Regions from separate parts of the Mus musculus genome. Here all the other regions are linked to region 1. Evidence: chromatin contacts called from public Hi-C data. All regions are on one chromosome and are shown on one strand. The core of a region is the stretch at or near the end of the contact, and the rest is flanking DNA. Distances in the headings are between cores, read along the strand shown.

Evidence for each region. A called contact is a pair of places that touch in the nucleus more often than the background predicts.
Region 2: a Hi-C map of the N1E-115 cell line shows a contact between it and region 1, with 5 times the contacts expected there. The contact joins two enhancer-like sites. A contact is called at or near these places in 1 of 484 Hi-C or Micro-C datasets (the N1E-115 cell line) and 3 of 115 datasets of contacts at active chromatin or transcription factors (embryonic hindbrain, embryonic midbrain and stem cell-derived neural progenitor cells).
Region 3: a Hi-C map of the N1E-115 cell line shows a contact between it and region 1, with 6 times the contacts expected there. The contact joins two enhancer-like sites. A contact is called at or near these places in 3 of 484 Hi-C or Micro-C datasets (the N1E-115 cell line, embryonic fibroblasts and stem cell-derived neural progenitor cells).

The regions. Positions count from the first base shown.
Region 1 is chr8:108,479,753-108,484,506 of GRCm38.p6, forward strand. It overlaps a transcript of Zfhx3 not described here. Among named protein-coding and RNA genes, the nearest start is that of Gm39243, 9.8 kb to the left of the region's middle. Within about 2 kb of position 1,814, at least 34 of the 459 cell types and tissues checked have an H3K27ac peak or open chromatin away from gene starts, as enhancers often do. A contact at or near this core is called in the N1E-115 cell line, where this site is marked.
Region 2 is chr8:107,941,418-107,946,118 of GRCm38.p6, forward strand. No RefSeq gene overlaps it. Among named protein-coding and RNA genes, the nearest start is that of Gm39242, 110 kb to the left of the region's middle. Within about 2 kb of position 1,629, at least 25 of the 459 cell types and tissues checked have an H3K27ac peak or open chromatin away from gene starts, as enhancers often do. A contact at or near this core is called in the N1E-115 cell line, where this site is marked.
Region 3 is chr8:109,183,687-109,188,288 of GRCm38.p6, forward strand. The region is part of intron 5 of D030068K23Rik (RIKEN cDNA D030068K23 gene); the gene reads left to right. All of the region lies in intron 1 of 4922502B01Rik (RIKEN cDNA 4922502B01 gene), which reads right to left. Among named protein-coding and RNA genes, the nearest start is that of 4922502B01Rik, 64 kb to the right of the region's middle. Within about 2 kb of position 2,300, at least 48 of the 459 cell types and tissues checked have an H3K27ac peak or open chromatin away from gene starts, as enhancers often do. A contact at or near this core is called in the N1E-115 cell line, where this site is marked.

The DNA of each region.
Region 1 (4,754 bases), core at 564-3,063:
CACATCCAGGGCTACCCAGAGAAACTCTATCTTAAAAAAAAGAAAGAAAGAAAGAAAGAAAGAAAGAAAGAAAGAAAGAAAGAAAGAAAGGGAAAAAGAAAGGAAGGAAGAAAGGAAGGAAGAAAAAGAAAGAAGAAATATTGAAAGTTTTGTCATTTTTATATAGTTTTGATGCATGTGTGGGTTTTTTAAATATATGAATAACTAGGACACAATATAAAGGATGAAAAGAACACCCTGGGTTTCCCTCAGGGTTGAAGTATCCACTGCCATTTGACAAGAGCAATGCTGTGCACAGTAAAAAGTCTGTGGTCCCTAAACCCATTCAGTATAGTAGTTCAGGCAGCAGTGGCAGCAGCAGCTCAGGCCCAGGTCAGACTGCCTGAACCAGACTCTGCCCCATCAGATCCCTAGGTGACTCCTGTGGGTATCGTCCTGAAACTCGGGTCCAGGAATCTGCTGCAGTCCTGGGCTCTCTTATCAGGCAGGGTTTGAGTGGATCTCAGTACACACAGAAGCCAGGCCTGGGCATTGTTGGATTTTATCACCTCTAAAAGAGGATGCAGTATGTAAAATGAAAGCATCTACCGTTGGGCGATGTTAACATATCAAAGCCATCTCTGCTTTCTTCCTTTCCTGGGCTCTCTCCCGCCGTAATAGATACAGGCTGGCAAAGTTATTAATGCAGAAACTTCCTGGGACTCGGGGCATTTCAAAGGATCGGAAATTCTCGGGCACCGCAGTGGTGAATGTTGGCTTTAGCACTGCCGGCGAGCTCAAGTTGCAGAGATGGTAACTAGGAAAACTCACCCGACTGCACGGACTCTCATTTCCAGTTGTGTGGAGATGCGCGAGGCAGGGCCATTTGGGGCAGGGGAGGCTGATTGCTCTTTCTAAGCTGCAGTCCGTGACTTCCTTTATTGTCTTGAGCTTCTAGAACACAGCAGTGCCCCCGGATGCTGTCCCTGGGCTGTTTCCAAATCCGTTGCTCCATGTCATTGGACCAATTATCTAGAATCTACCCAATGTAATGGCCACCAATGTGCTTACATGCAAAGAGTTGTGAGCCTCTGTACTTCATGATAGATGGTAGATCTACACGTGGGCTTTCCTCTTACCCGGGCACTCTGCCTGGTAGAACAGCCTCTTCTCTAGCTACTCCAGGTCCATTGCTTCCTTCCTGAGAAATCCAGACCTACTCCTCCCCACCCCCACCCCCACACCCCCATACAGCCTCCTCCTCTGTCCAGCCTAGCCTCTGCCATCAGATTACCAGGTAGTCACTAGTGTATGTGTGACTCTTTCCCTCTTCTTGTATCATTTTTCCTAGGCTGCTTTTTCTTCCCCCTCGTTTTATTTTTATTTTATTTTATTTTATTTTATTTTATTTTATTTTATTTTATTTGTGGTCTCTGTCACTCCACTGGGGCAAAAGGGTAAAGGGATCTGGCACTAAGTGCGAGCAAATGCTGAATCTGGAATCTATCTTCCAGGCGGCACAATGCTAAAAATGCATGGCAGGACAGCCGCCACTGACACACTCTCAAAGACATATTGCAGGTAGCATTATTTATTGTGGCAAGGAGTTCATAGAACTGCTGCCTCAAAGCACCCCGAGAGATCCTAAAAAGCCCATCTCCCATCAGGTGAGGCAGATTTATGGAGGCAGCCCCAGAGAGGTCAGGCAGTAGGGCTTAGGAAGCAGGCTCCTTTCAGAAAGCCTGGATTCCCTTAACATATTCAGTGCAGTGCGATTGGTTCAAAGGAGGGCTTGAGTCTGTAATGTTGACCATAAAATTGCAGTGACATGCTGCTTTAGATAAGAGGGCTGAGGGAAGGGGGCAGGGATGCTGCGAGCCCAGGAGCAGCCAACGCAGGCAAGACCCTGGAGCATGCGCTGAGATTTGAGGTTAATGTGTGGGGGAGAGGCCGGAGGGGGATGGGCCCAGGCAGATGAATGTTCACACAAAGGAAAACCGAACCCACTGGCCCAGACATGGCAGATAAGCCCTGAGTCCGTGCAAAAGCAAAGCCAGGTGCACACAGGCACATGGGAATACATGCAAGACCTTCAGGGGTACGTGTAACCATCCAGATTGGAAAATATACTAAGGCAAAGCCAGCTAAGCTAGGCTCACCATTGTCCTGGAGTATAGAAAAAAAAGGGCTGCATCTCATGATCCCTGCCAATTTGATTGGTGTTTCTCCTGCTTTACATCAGCCCTGGGCACACAATATGGGCTTACCAGTTCTGGGTGCAAAGATTCTTTATTTTATTTTATTTTATTAGATATTTTCTTTATTTACATGTCAAATGTTATCCCCTTTCCTGGTTTCCCTCCCTAAGTCCTCTCCCCTTTTCCCTTTCCCCCTCCCCCTGCTCCCCAACCCACCCACTCCTGCTTCCTGGCCCTGGCATTCCCCTACACTGGGGCATAAAGCCTTCACAGGACCAAGGGCCTCTCCTCTCATTGATGACCGACTAGGCCATCCTCTGCTGCATATGTAGCTGGGGCCATGAGTCCCATCGTGTGTACTCTTTGGTTGGTGGTTTAGTCCCTGAGAGCTCTGGGAGGTACTGGTTAGTATGATTCTTAGGCAAATAGATGGATCTGGAACATATCATCCTGAGTGAAGTAACCCAATCACAAAAGAACACACATGATATGCACTCACTGATAAGTGGGTATTAGCCCAGAAGCTCGGAATACTCAAGGTACAATTCACAAACCACATGAAACTCAAGAAGAAGGAAGACCACAGTGTGTATACTTCGATCCTTCCTAGAAAAGGGGAACAAAATACCCATGGAAGGAGTTACAGAGACAAAGTGTGGAGCAGAGACTGAAGGAATGACCAGCCAGAGACTGCCCCACCTAGGGAATCCATCCTATATACAACCACTAAACCCAGGCACTACTGTGGATACCAAGAAGTGCTTGCTGGTAGAAGCCTGATATAGCTGTCCCCTGAGAGGCTCTGCCAGTGCCTGACAAATACAGAAGTGGATGCTCAAAGAGCACAAGGTCTCCAATGAAGGTGCTAGAGAAAGTACTCGAAGAGTTGAAGGGGTTTACAGCTCCATAGGAGAAGCAAAGATTCTTAATTCACAACAACCATCTAGGCCAGTAGTAGTTCTCAGCCTGTGAGTCACAACCCCTCTGAGGGTTGCCTACCAGATATCCTGCATATCTGATATTTACATTAAGATTCACAACAGTAGCAAAATTGCAGTTATGAAGTTACAACAAATAATTTTGTGGCTGCGGGGAAGGGGGGCAGGGGAGAAGGCAAGTGTCACCATAACACTCAGGACTGTATTAAAGGGTCATAGCCTTGGGAAGGTTGAGGACTGGGCACAGCTCTAAGATAAGGCCCTTCTTTGAGCTCAGAGCTTCTGAGTCTGATGGACAAGAGGACTGAGCTCCTCGCTTTTGGAGTCAGTGATGTCCATACTGGGACAAGAACAGAGCAAACACCCTAAGGAGGTGTTCCCCAGGAAGTCAGGCCAGTGTCTGCTATGTGAATTGCTTTTTCCTGGTTGGTTTCCACTGACCTTGTTACAGAGTCACCATATTCACCCTCTAAACCAGTGACCTCCTTGGTTTGGTGCGGAGCCTTCAGCGCTGCTGATTTTCGCACACAACTAAGGGAGACCGAGTCTATGGAGGACAAGATGGCTGTCTAGTTAATTGATGTGATTATCTTTGTCTGAATTAGTCAATTAGGACTTAAATGGTCCTAGAAATTTAGAGAAAGGTAGGGTTATTTCTTTGTTTATTTGTTTGAATTTTACACAGAATAGCTTTCAATCCCCCCTTTGCTCAAGCCCATAGATTGCGGAGTGACTCCTCCTTGAATGAAAACTGACATCACGAAGGTTTTGGCTCCATTTGCTTTTCAGTGTTCATCCCAGGCATGTGTGCTTTAGATTCGAGGCCTTTGGGGTAGCTGAGGTTCAGCTTCTAGGTACAAACTGAAGGGTGTGGAGATACGAGAGGTTTGGGCTTATTGGAAAGAGCCCCCTCTACTCAAGTGCTTATCAGGATGGCGAAGTGATTCCGACACTTTCTGCTCCCTGGCATTCTTCCCACGGATAGGCCTCCCTTGGCTCACTGACACACTGTCTGTCTTCCCCATGCTTTCTTAAACTATGAAGTCCTGCCACTGTCTGGGTCTATCAGCACACAGCAGACAGCCCAAGATGCTGTTGCTTTTCTTCTTCCTTAGCTTTCTGTGTGCGCATGCACATGCGCATGCGCATGCGGGAGTTGGAGGTCGAGTGGGGTCCTTTCCTTGATCGCTCTCCACCTTATTATTGAGATAGAATCTCCCACTCAACCCGCACCTCACTGGTTCTGCTAGGCTGCCTGATCGATACGCTCCAGGGATCTGCCTGTCTCGTCCACCCACTCCAGTCAACCACCTAGGGCTGCGGCTATGCACGTGTGCGCATGCGTGTGCGCAGACACCCTCCCCCCACCCCAACACACACACACACACAGCTACTTCTGACTTTGACTTTTCCCACCCACCGATGCTGGGAACCTGAACTCTGGTCCTTGTGCTAATGAAATGCAACAGACTGAGCTATCTCCTCAGCCATTTTTAAGCCATTTTGTTTTGTTTGAAGACAGGATCTTATTACATACACTAGACAGGCCTCCAACACACCATCTTCAGGTCTCGGTCTCCCAAATCTCTGGGATTCCAGGTGAGCAGCACCGCACCATCTCCTTTGCCTTTCTGGTTTT
Region 2 (4,701 bases), core at 379-2,878, 540 kb before region 1:
CCACCACCCCCAAGCCAGTTTTCAGAATCACAATCCTGTTAAAGGTTCCTCGGACAGCTGATGTCTCCCTGCCCCCCGCCCCCCCCACCCCGGTTGAAATGAACTGGTTGAGAGATAGGACTCAACTCCCCCACCATTCAAATGTTTTGAAAATTTTTTATTCCTTTCACTTGAATAGAGCAGTACTTAATTTCCTGGAATCAGCTTCCGTTCCTCAGTGCTGTGTGTCGCTGTCCTCCAAGGCAGGTTCTTTGGAGGGACGGTAGCATCTCACCAGAGCTAATAAAGTCAATTAGGGTAATGCTATACAGTGGGCCACTAGAAAATCAGATGCGTCTGCCTTGGTCCTCTGTTTTCAGATCATACCAATCTTGCTCTTCATAAAGAATATATAGAGAAAGGGCTTTTATTATTAGTGCGTAGATATATATTAAATTGCAATCTCTCTCTCCCCCCTCTCCTTTCCCCCTCTCTCCTCAACCCCCCCCCACTTCTCTCATTTCTTTTTAGTTATTGAGAGAGAGAGAGAGAGAGAGAGAGAGAGAGAGAGAGAGAGAGAGAGAGAGAGAACTTGGGAAAAAAATCTGCGGACATGTTCACACGTTTTCATTACCAGAAATGTACCGCTGAAAACTGATCAAAGCTGGGAAAATCACGGCGGCGGCTGAAGCCCCCATCTCCAGCCTGTCTGTTATTATTACCCAGGTATTACCACAAATGTGATTCAGCAAATAAAGCCCCTGGCTGCCTGGCTCCCTCTGCAATCAGCAAGCCAAGTGGATCTGCCATGGGGTTTCCTGAAGGGACTCCTAATTGTCTTGCATGTGTTTGTCTCCCAATCTGAATATTCCTGGCATCCGGGAGACTAGTGGGAAATGTACAGATGTCTCCAAGTACACATGGAGTCCCTATATGTTTTTGCCTTTGTCAGTCACCGTATGCGAGAGAGATGTTTTAAAGCACAGAGCCCAGGTTCTCCTTTGTAAGGCATTAAGCTATGACCCTCCTCCTCTCTTCCCGCCCCCCAGTAGCCCTGGACTTCAAGATGCCTCCTTGACTGGAGCCTAACATGGAGTTGTCTTTTTTATTTTTTATTTTTTTAAACCCAGTCACAACACAGAGAGAGGAGGAGGAGGAGGAAGAGAGAGAGAGAGAGAGAGAGAGAGAGAGAGAGAGAGAGAGAGAGAGAGAGAGAGAGAGAGAGCCTGAAGGATGGGTCTCAAAAATTGTAAAGGAGCCACAGGGAACCCCCTTTGCGAGCTACAGAAAGCAGGCTAGCTGAGGTAAGGTAGATGTGAAAGTCTTTCTTTTCTTTTTTCTTTTCTTCCCTCTCTCTGTCTCTTGCTGGTGTGTCTCCCTCTCTGCCTTCTCCCTCCCTCTTCCTAAGCGCCCCCCCTCCCCTTTCCCTATGTATTCGTGTGTTCTTCTCTCAGTAGCTTGTCTCTCTTTGGATCTGGGAGGGTGGCTGGGGTGGGGGGAGCCACCTAACTTCTTCCCCGCTTAAGCAGTCTGAGAATGGAACTCATGTGAATATGTAAATAGGACTCCTGGCCGCGTTGCCGACACGTGTATGTGTTGTATCTTCCCCCCCACCTCCCTGTCTCAGCGTCTGATCTTCAACAGATTGCTGTTGTTTCCTCTGATCGCGAGCACAGCGTGCTGGAAAGAGAGATGGGGTGGGGGGGGGGGGAGGTGGAGATTGGAGGGAGTGTGTTGTGGGGCTGGGAGGGAGGAAATCATGACAAGATTGCTGTGACTTTTTTATATTAATGTGTGGCTTTTTTCCCTAGCTCATTTGCATGTCAAAGTGGCGGAGGTATGAGGGCACAGATTAGTATGGAGATGACATAATGATGTAATGAATTAAATGTGATCACTTCTCCCAAGCTGGGGGTGAGGTGGGGGTGGTGGTGGGGAGGACAGCGAGGTGGGGAGGGGGAAGCTAGTGTCAGACAGCCAGGGTGAGCCAGCAAGAGGGGAGAACTGCTTCTGATCTGCACCGTGGTTGATTGATGTCACCGGCTCGCGGAATGCATCTTTTTATTGTGATGATGATGATGGTGATGGTGCTGATTGAGATGATTACACTTATCGTTAGTGTGAAATTTGAATTTTAAGTGGTCAGTGCCAGATCTGCACCCCCAGCCCCCCCCCCCCCCCCGCCCAGTGCACATGATTATTTGGTCCATCAGTGCAAACCCTTCACTGTCAAAATCTAACACCACTCTAGCCTCCGCTTTTATTTAAAAAAAAAAAAAAAAAAAAGAGGACGGTGCAACCTCCAGGAAAGAGAAGATGACTAATTTGTGATATCACACAGAAGGCTGGATTACAAGGCCTTTTCATGGGGCTTCAGTTCTGGTTTTGAGTAAGCAGAAAAGAAAAAAAAAAGAAAGAAAGAAAGAAAGAAAGAAAGAAAGAAAGAAAGAAAGAAAGAAAGAGAGAGAAAAGAAAAAACAGGAGGGGAAAGGAGATTTAAAACATTTTTATTATGAGAAGAGAAAGACAGAGACAGAGGCAGGAGAGAGAGAGAGAGAGAGAGAGAGAGAGAGAGAGAGAGAGAGAGAATCTTTCACTATATCGGTAGGGTGGCCAAGGTTTTCACCATTGACAGTAAGGAAAATGCAATTTCATCTCAGGCGTACAGCGTTATCTCTCTTTAATAACAAAACCAAACTAGGCTGATTGCGAACAAAGCAAATCCCCAGCCAACCCAGTGTGAGAAGCAGCAGAAATCGGGACATTTACCGTCCTCCTTTAGCCTGTTTTATACGCAACACCTGAAAATGTGCATACAGCAGTTGCAAATGGGAGGAAGGGGGAGGCTCTCTCCTCTCCCCTTAAAAATGTGTGTATAATTAAAAAGGAAATGAAGAAGAATATACATATAAACTCCAAAGATTTTTTTTTTTTTTTTAGAGTTGGAGCTTTATTTTTGGTCAAATTCATCCTGTGAGCCAGCAAGTTTTCTTTGACTCCTTCTAGTATCCTGCTCCTTGGGATTTCCTAAGGTATAGAAAATCGGTATAGCAACTTGGAACTAATTGTCCTTGTTGCAATAGCCCGGATGGTATGAAGGGGCACTTAGGAATTCACAGACGTCACTAACATTAATTTATTGAAAAAGAAAATCCAAAGCAACTCCATTAGTTGTTTTTCCCCCCTCCCTTGTTATTGTTAAGGGCTTTAAATGGATTTCCTAATTGGATAATTTTATTCACAAAGAATAATACACAGATGGAAAACAAGCCCGGACGCTGGGATGGGGGCGGAGTTGGCAGGCAGAAAGAAGGAGAATCGTCAGCGCGAAGCAGCAGGGTCAAGTTCATGGAGACCCTTCTCAGAAGTTATGCTAAGAAGGGCAGAGGGTGCCGGGAACAACATGGATGTGAGAGCCACCTGACCCCCGGGCCCGCGGGAGGCAGATGGGTGTCTTAAACATGTTCAGACAACACAGCGGAGGATGCGTTTGCCTCCTTTCTGTCGTGTTTAAAGTAAAGCCCGCCATGACTGGGGCTTGTTGATGATAGCTGCTTGCCGTGCAGCCCAACCTCAGGTTTCTTAAGTTGCAGGCATCCCCGGGGTTTCCCTTCTCTCGGGTGCTGTGATCAGATCTGCGTTTCCTGTCTCCCAAGTCCATCGTTTTGTCGGCGGCGAGCTGGGCTTCTGACATCTCTCTTCTCTTACCTGGTTGTGTTTATTATAGACCAGATCCCAGTGAATGCCACACACAGACACTATTAGTAGCAAAGCGTATCAGGTCCCCTTCTTATACCCGCCACCTGCTAAATACATGCAGTGTGAGGGCAAAGTTCTGGAGTCCTGGTCCTTCTGCCTCCACACCGGTATCCTTATCCTTTCATTCCCCAGGTAGCCTGTGGCCTCCACAGCGTCCTGCTTTCTCCCTGCCTTAGTCCTCTATGCCAATAAAGAAGAAAGGCAGCCATGAGGATTGTTACTATTGATCTGCCCAAGGGGATCATTAGGCGTCCGTATCAATCTACAAATCAGTAGGCCTGTGTTACTAGCCTGGGCAGTCATTGCCAATTTGTTCCTATTAGATGGCCGAGCCTGGAGGTGTGTGATGAGCAGTCGGTCTTTATCTCTGCGCTGGGTTTACAGGCTTGCTGCCAGATGCCAGAGTTCACTCGAGTTTTATTTTGGGGAGTGGACGTGGTGGAGGGTGCATGTGAGATGAAGAGGGGTAGGTCTTTGTGGATTTTCTTTCTCAGTCTGAAAGCTGCCTGCAGACTGATTAGGCTACCAAGGTGGACCCCACCCTGTTTTCTGCGAGCCGTCACGAGTGGGGAGTGGCCCCCAATATCTTCCCAAGAAAGCTGCCCATAGAAACCTTTAGCAGAAATGGTTGTTGTTTTGTTACACCCCCCCCCCCCCCCCCGCCCCGTTCATGGTCCCCATTCCCCCTCCTCTTCTTCCTCCACTTCCTTTGCTATCCGCAGTGTATTTACTGTTGGGCAGGTGACATTTTTCCCTGATATTTTCTCTGTAGTTCAATTAGATAAGGTAAAAGTTAAAGCTACGGGTAATTTTGTTTGGGCGAATCATATTTACCTTGTCTCTTTGAACTAAAATCTAGAAGGCAAGGCGTTCGGGGCTGCATTCTTTATTACTGCTGTGTTTTTAAATCTTTAAAGATCATCTTTGTCTCTGGTCTTAGGCTCGGAAAAGAGCAACAGCTAG
Region 3 (4,602 bases), core at 1,050-3,549, 700 kb after region 1:
ATTAGTGACTTTATCAGCCTTGGGGAGCTGGCTAGGTCTCCAGTACCAGGCGTGGGTTTCTTCATGTTGAGAGGATCTTAAGTCCAATTTGACAGCTGTTGGTTATCACCAAGTTGTGTGTGCCCCTATTGCAAATTGTGCCATGGCGGTCATTGTTTTAGTTTGGAGCCATAGAGCAGGGTAGGGCTATCAGTTGCTTGGAAGCCTGTGTGGAGCCTTCTGATACCACGAGAACTAGTTCTCAGGGACTTTAAAAAAGTAAAATATGCCGGGCGTGATGGCACACGCCTTTAATCCCAGCACTCGGGAGGCAGAGACAGGCAGATTTCTGAGTTCGAGGCCAGCCTGGTCTACAAAGTGAATTCCAGGACAGCCAAAGCTATACAGAGAAACCCTGTCTCAAAAAACCAAATAAATAAATAAATACATAAAAAAGTAAAATATACTATTATAATTGTATGTTCTAAAGGGAAATCTATTTTATGATTCAAAGAATAGAACACAAGCCTCATTCCAGGAAAATAAGTGTTGACATTACATTAATTGATGGTTTGGCATCCTCTAACACTTTGGAAGTAGGATTTTCATAATAGACATCTGAAAACAACAATTCTTATTCAGTAAGAATTTCCTTTTTGGAGATTGGTAGACCCAAAAGAAAGAGAAAAAGTAGAAGTCTTTAACCCATTCGAGAAACTTGAACTCAAGGATGCTGGGTAAGGATGGCTGGGGAGGAGTACCAAGCAGATTTGAATCTGTAAGAAATCAAGGATGAAGGTAGCAGAGAACAGGAATGAGGTGTGCCGTGCAGCACTCAAGTAGGTGACCGACCGTAAGAACCTGGGTGCTCATCTGGGAGGACGGACTGCCGAAGCCGGATTCCGGCGGGCATTTTAGGGCCGTGTTAAGGTGAGAAGAAGAAAGTAGTTCTTCGTGCCCTGCAACTATCTAATAATACGCTGCCATAGCTGTCTTCTAATTGTAGGAGGTGCTTTATTGGAAATCTCAAGTTTGAACTCCTCAGACTCTGTCCGTCTCCTATCCCTCTAGGGCCAGCTCAGCCCTTCATCCTGTCAGAGCGCATAAAACAGAACAGCTTACAATTTGCTATGAAGGGGTCTTCGGGATGAAGCATCTTAATGTCTGGAAAGATTAGACGGGATCTTCATGCTTAAAGACTCCCATGAAACATTTCAAATCACACGGATGTGTCTCGGTGCCCTTTGCCAAAATTAATAGATTTAGGCTGTGGAGTTAGAAGAAGGCTAAGTATCCATACCCACCTATCATCCAATAACATTTACTATTTTTAAATCTTCTTATAGCTCCTGTACTCTTAAACTGAGAATATATTAAGTCAGAAAGGCTACCTATTTTAGACTCCTGTAAGTTAACACATAGGGGCAATTTCGATGTATAGTGACATTCTAGAAATAAATATCACACACAATGACCTAGAGACTACACCATGTTGATCGCATGCGGCTGTTTTTACTTGCTTGCTTGTTTGTAATTTTGACTATTTATCAGTCTGAGGTTGACCCGCCTTTCTGGTTTCAAATAGCTATTCCAAGAGCCCTGATAAAGAATGGCACAGAGGGACCATGGCGTAATAAACCACCAAGTGAGCTACTTTGAATTCCTCTCATGTTCTGAGAACGAGAATGTCTTAAGCTTTGATAGAACAGGGCAATTTTATATTTTCCGTCTGACTACTTTAAAAGGTTCATTGTCTTTTAATTAAACTACGGTGGGGGGGGGGCTGCTGGGGGAGAGAGCAGAGATTAAAAGCTGTCGTGCTGTAAACGGGGTGGCTTTTAGCAACTAGTAGATGAGTGAAGCCACCACCTCAAGCAAGATGAACTACAGCAACAAGTTCTGTGCCTCGAAGCTTCTCCTTGTCTGACTGTAGCAGTAATTTGGAGTTAATTTGTGTGGCTTCCGCAGTAAAAAAAAAAAAAAAAGACTGTGTTCTATGTCGTCTGACTCTTCCTAGCATGGCTTCGCAGCTGTTAGGTCCCCTTTGTATGGTCCAGCACCGAACCACCACCACAGGTGAAAGCCAGGTGAGCAGGTTAGATGGGCATCTTGGACCAGGCTTAGTGTTCACCACGTGTTGTTTACTCTCCACAAAATGCCTGCGTGGATCAGCCTCTGCCTCCATTCTCCCACTTCCTGCCTTCACCAACAAACGGAGGGCCACTCTCCTCTGGGCAAGTCACACTGTTAGGTTGGGCGAATGTCTGGGTTTCTCTGGGAGTTTTATTGCCTGGCACATTGTCTTGTTTTCCTTTGTCTGCGTGAACACTTTTTTTCCCCTTCTTTGTGTCTGTTTTTCTCCCTTTGCCTCCTACTCCCCACTTGTCCCCAAATCCTTGAAGCCAATGAGGCTGTGGTGACACCTTCTGGGCAGTGCTGGGAGTGAATTACAGCCAGGAGTGAGCTTCCTGGTGGTGGTAGCTCACCCACATACAGTGAATAATAGGATGTATGGTTTGCTTCATCAAAGAAACTGATACAACATCCTACTTGTTCTTGGGATTTCTAGCACTGCTAAGTACCAAATGCCGTAAGTTTCTTGCAAACAAGCACAGATTTGCAGTTAGTGAAATAAAAAAAAATAAATAAATTGACAACCAAGGCCCTACCTGCTTACTTTCCTAGTGGTGGTTCTGAGTCAGGCTTGAAAATGAATGTCAACAAAATAAAGGAAAGCAATTACGTGGGACTAGAATATCAACACCAGACGCTGCTGCACGTGTTTTTGCAAGGATGTGTGTGTGCATGTATGTGGTGAGACACGGCAGTATCCCGTTACATGCCAGTGCCTTCTAGCAGTAAGGACGTGTCCCATGAACAGTCCTGGTGAAGGCAGTGACATCCATCTCAGCTGCCCACTGCCTGGCCGTGTAGGATACAGGTCGCCTGGTGCTGTTTCTGTGCACCCATGTCTCTCAGCAGGTTTCACAGACAGGCTATGGATCTACTCTGTACAGCCTCAACTGGAGTCTTTTTTTTTTTTTTTTCTGAACAGACTCCATCATTCCCACCTCTCCTTCCATGCTGATTTAATTGTTATATTTAACATTTTTAAATGGTTTCTTTTTTTTTTTTTTCATACTGTATGGAAATGATACAAGCTTACAGGTACCAATTTCTCTCTCTCTCTCTCTCTCTCTCTCTCTCTCTCTCTCTCTCTCTCTTCCTTTCCTCCCCCTCCCTTCCTCCTCTCTTTCTTTCCTTTTCCCCTTTTCTTATTTTTTTTTCTATCACTACTGACTTACACTTGGACCCTGAAGAGACTCAAAGGTACAGCTTCTAGGAAAAAAAAAAATCACATGGCAGCTCTAGCAAAGTTGATGTTACTATCTCATCAGGAGAATATTAAAAGAGCCTATGGAGTCTGTTGAATAATCTCTGCCCTCCTCATAACTCTCTGTCATCATCACTGACTGAATAGCAAATACAGAGGTAACAGACAACAAAGGTACACCGGGCAGCCATTGCAGCTGTGAAGCTGCCCGTCTTTGCAGTAACTGCACACCTTAGGACGCCGTCACTAGGACACTGAGCCCAGGACACTAAGCCTGGCTGTTGTGGGTGACTGGAGCAGTTGCATCTGCAACCTTTAAAGGACCACCACATGCCTCATCTTCACTTTCTACGCCGTTCTTCAGTGAAATATTGCTTATTGGGTGTATAATATAAGCATTTATGTGTGGTACAGAACCCGATATTTTTTACAAGTCCTAAATAATCAAATCAAAGCCTAGCCACATTACTTTCCAATTCTGATTTGCAAACAGTGGTAGTCCGCTTGAGGGCGGGGGGAGGACAATAATGAAAATGGGGGTGAGGCTTTCCTGAAATTAAAAGAAAGCTGGAAATACCGAGGGTGTGAATAAGTAACAAAGTGTCGTGTGGTAACTGTCGCGTGGTAACTGCGGGGATGATGGTTTTATTTGAAGTGGGGGGCGGGGGGAGGGAGAACCAGAAGGAGGCAAAAACACAATTTGGTCTAAAATTGAATTTCTCTGATAAGGCATTTCAGAAGCGGCTTGTCTTATTCACTCAGCAGCAAAATAATCATATGCGCTTTAATAATCTTTATTTTACAGGAGTGTGTTGCCAGGGTAACAGAGTGTAAGCAGGGGAACAGCACCTTCCAGATCACAAAGGCAAATCTGTGGAAAGAAATTTCTCTCCGTTCCTCTCTCCCTTACCACTGTAATAAAGACTCTGTTTTTTTTCTGCACTATTTAATAATTGCCCATAAACATCCTCTTCTCCTTTCCCATTTCCATATCTGCTAAAACATGGACAATGGCTTAAGTCTGGAACTGCCAAGCTCAGTGGGCTAAGCAAAAAGACAGATGTGGTATCTTTAGCATTTTTATATAATTATTTTTTATTACTATTTTACCCCGTCTCCATTCCTTCCCTCTGACTGTATTCTTATTTCCTTCTCTCTTTAACCAGCCCGATGGTAGTATACCAAGGAAAGGGGGCTCGAGGTGGGAGTCTATATTCGGCTACATTAATCAAAATTTATTAGCCAAGCTTGCCTGCATGGAGATTTGAAGGAAGCAAGGAGTGCAGCTG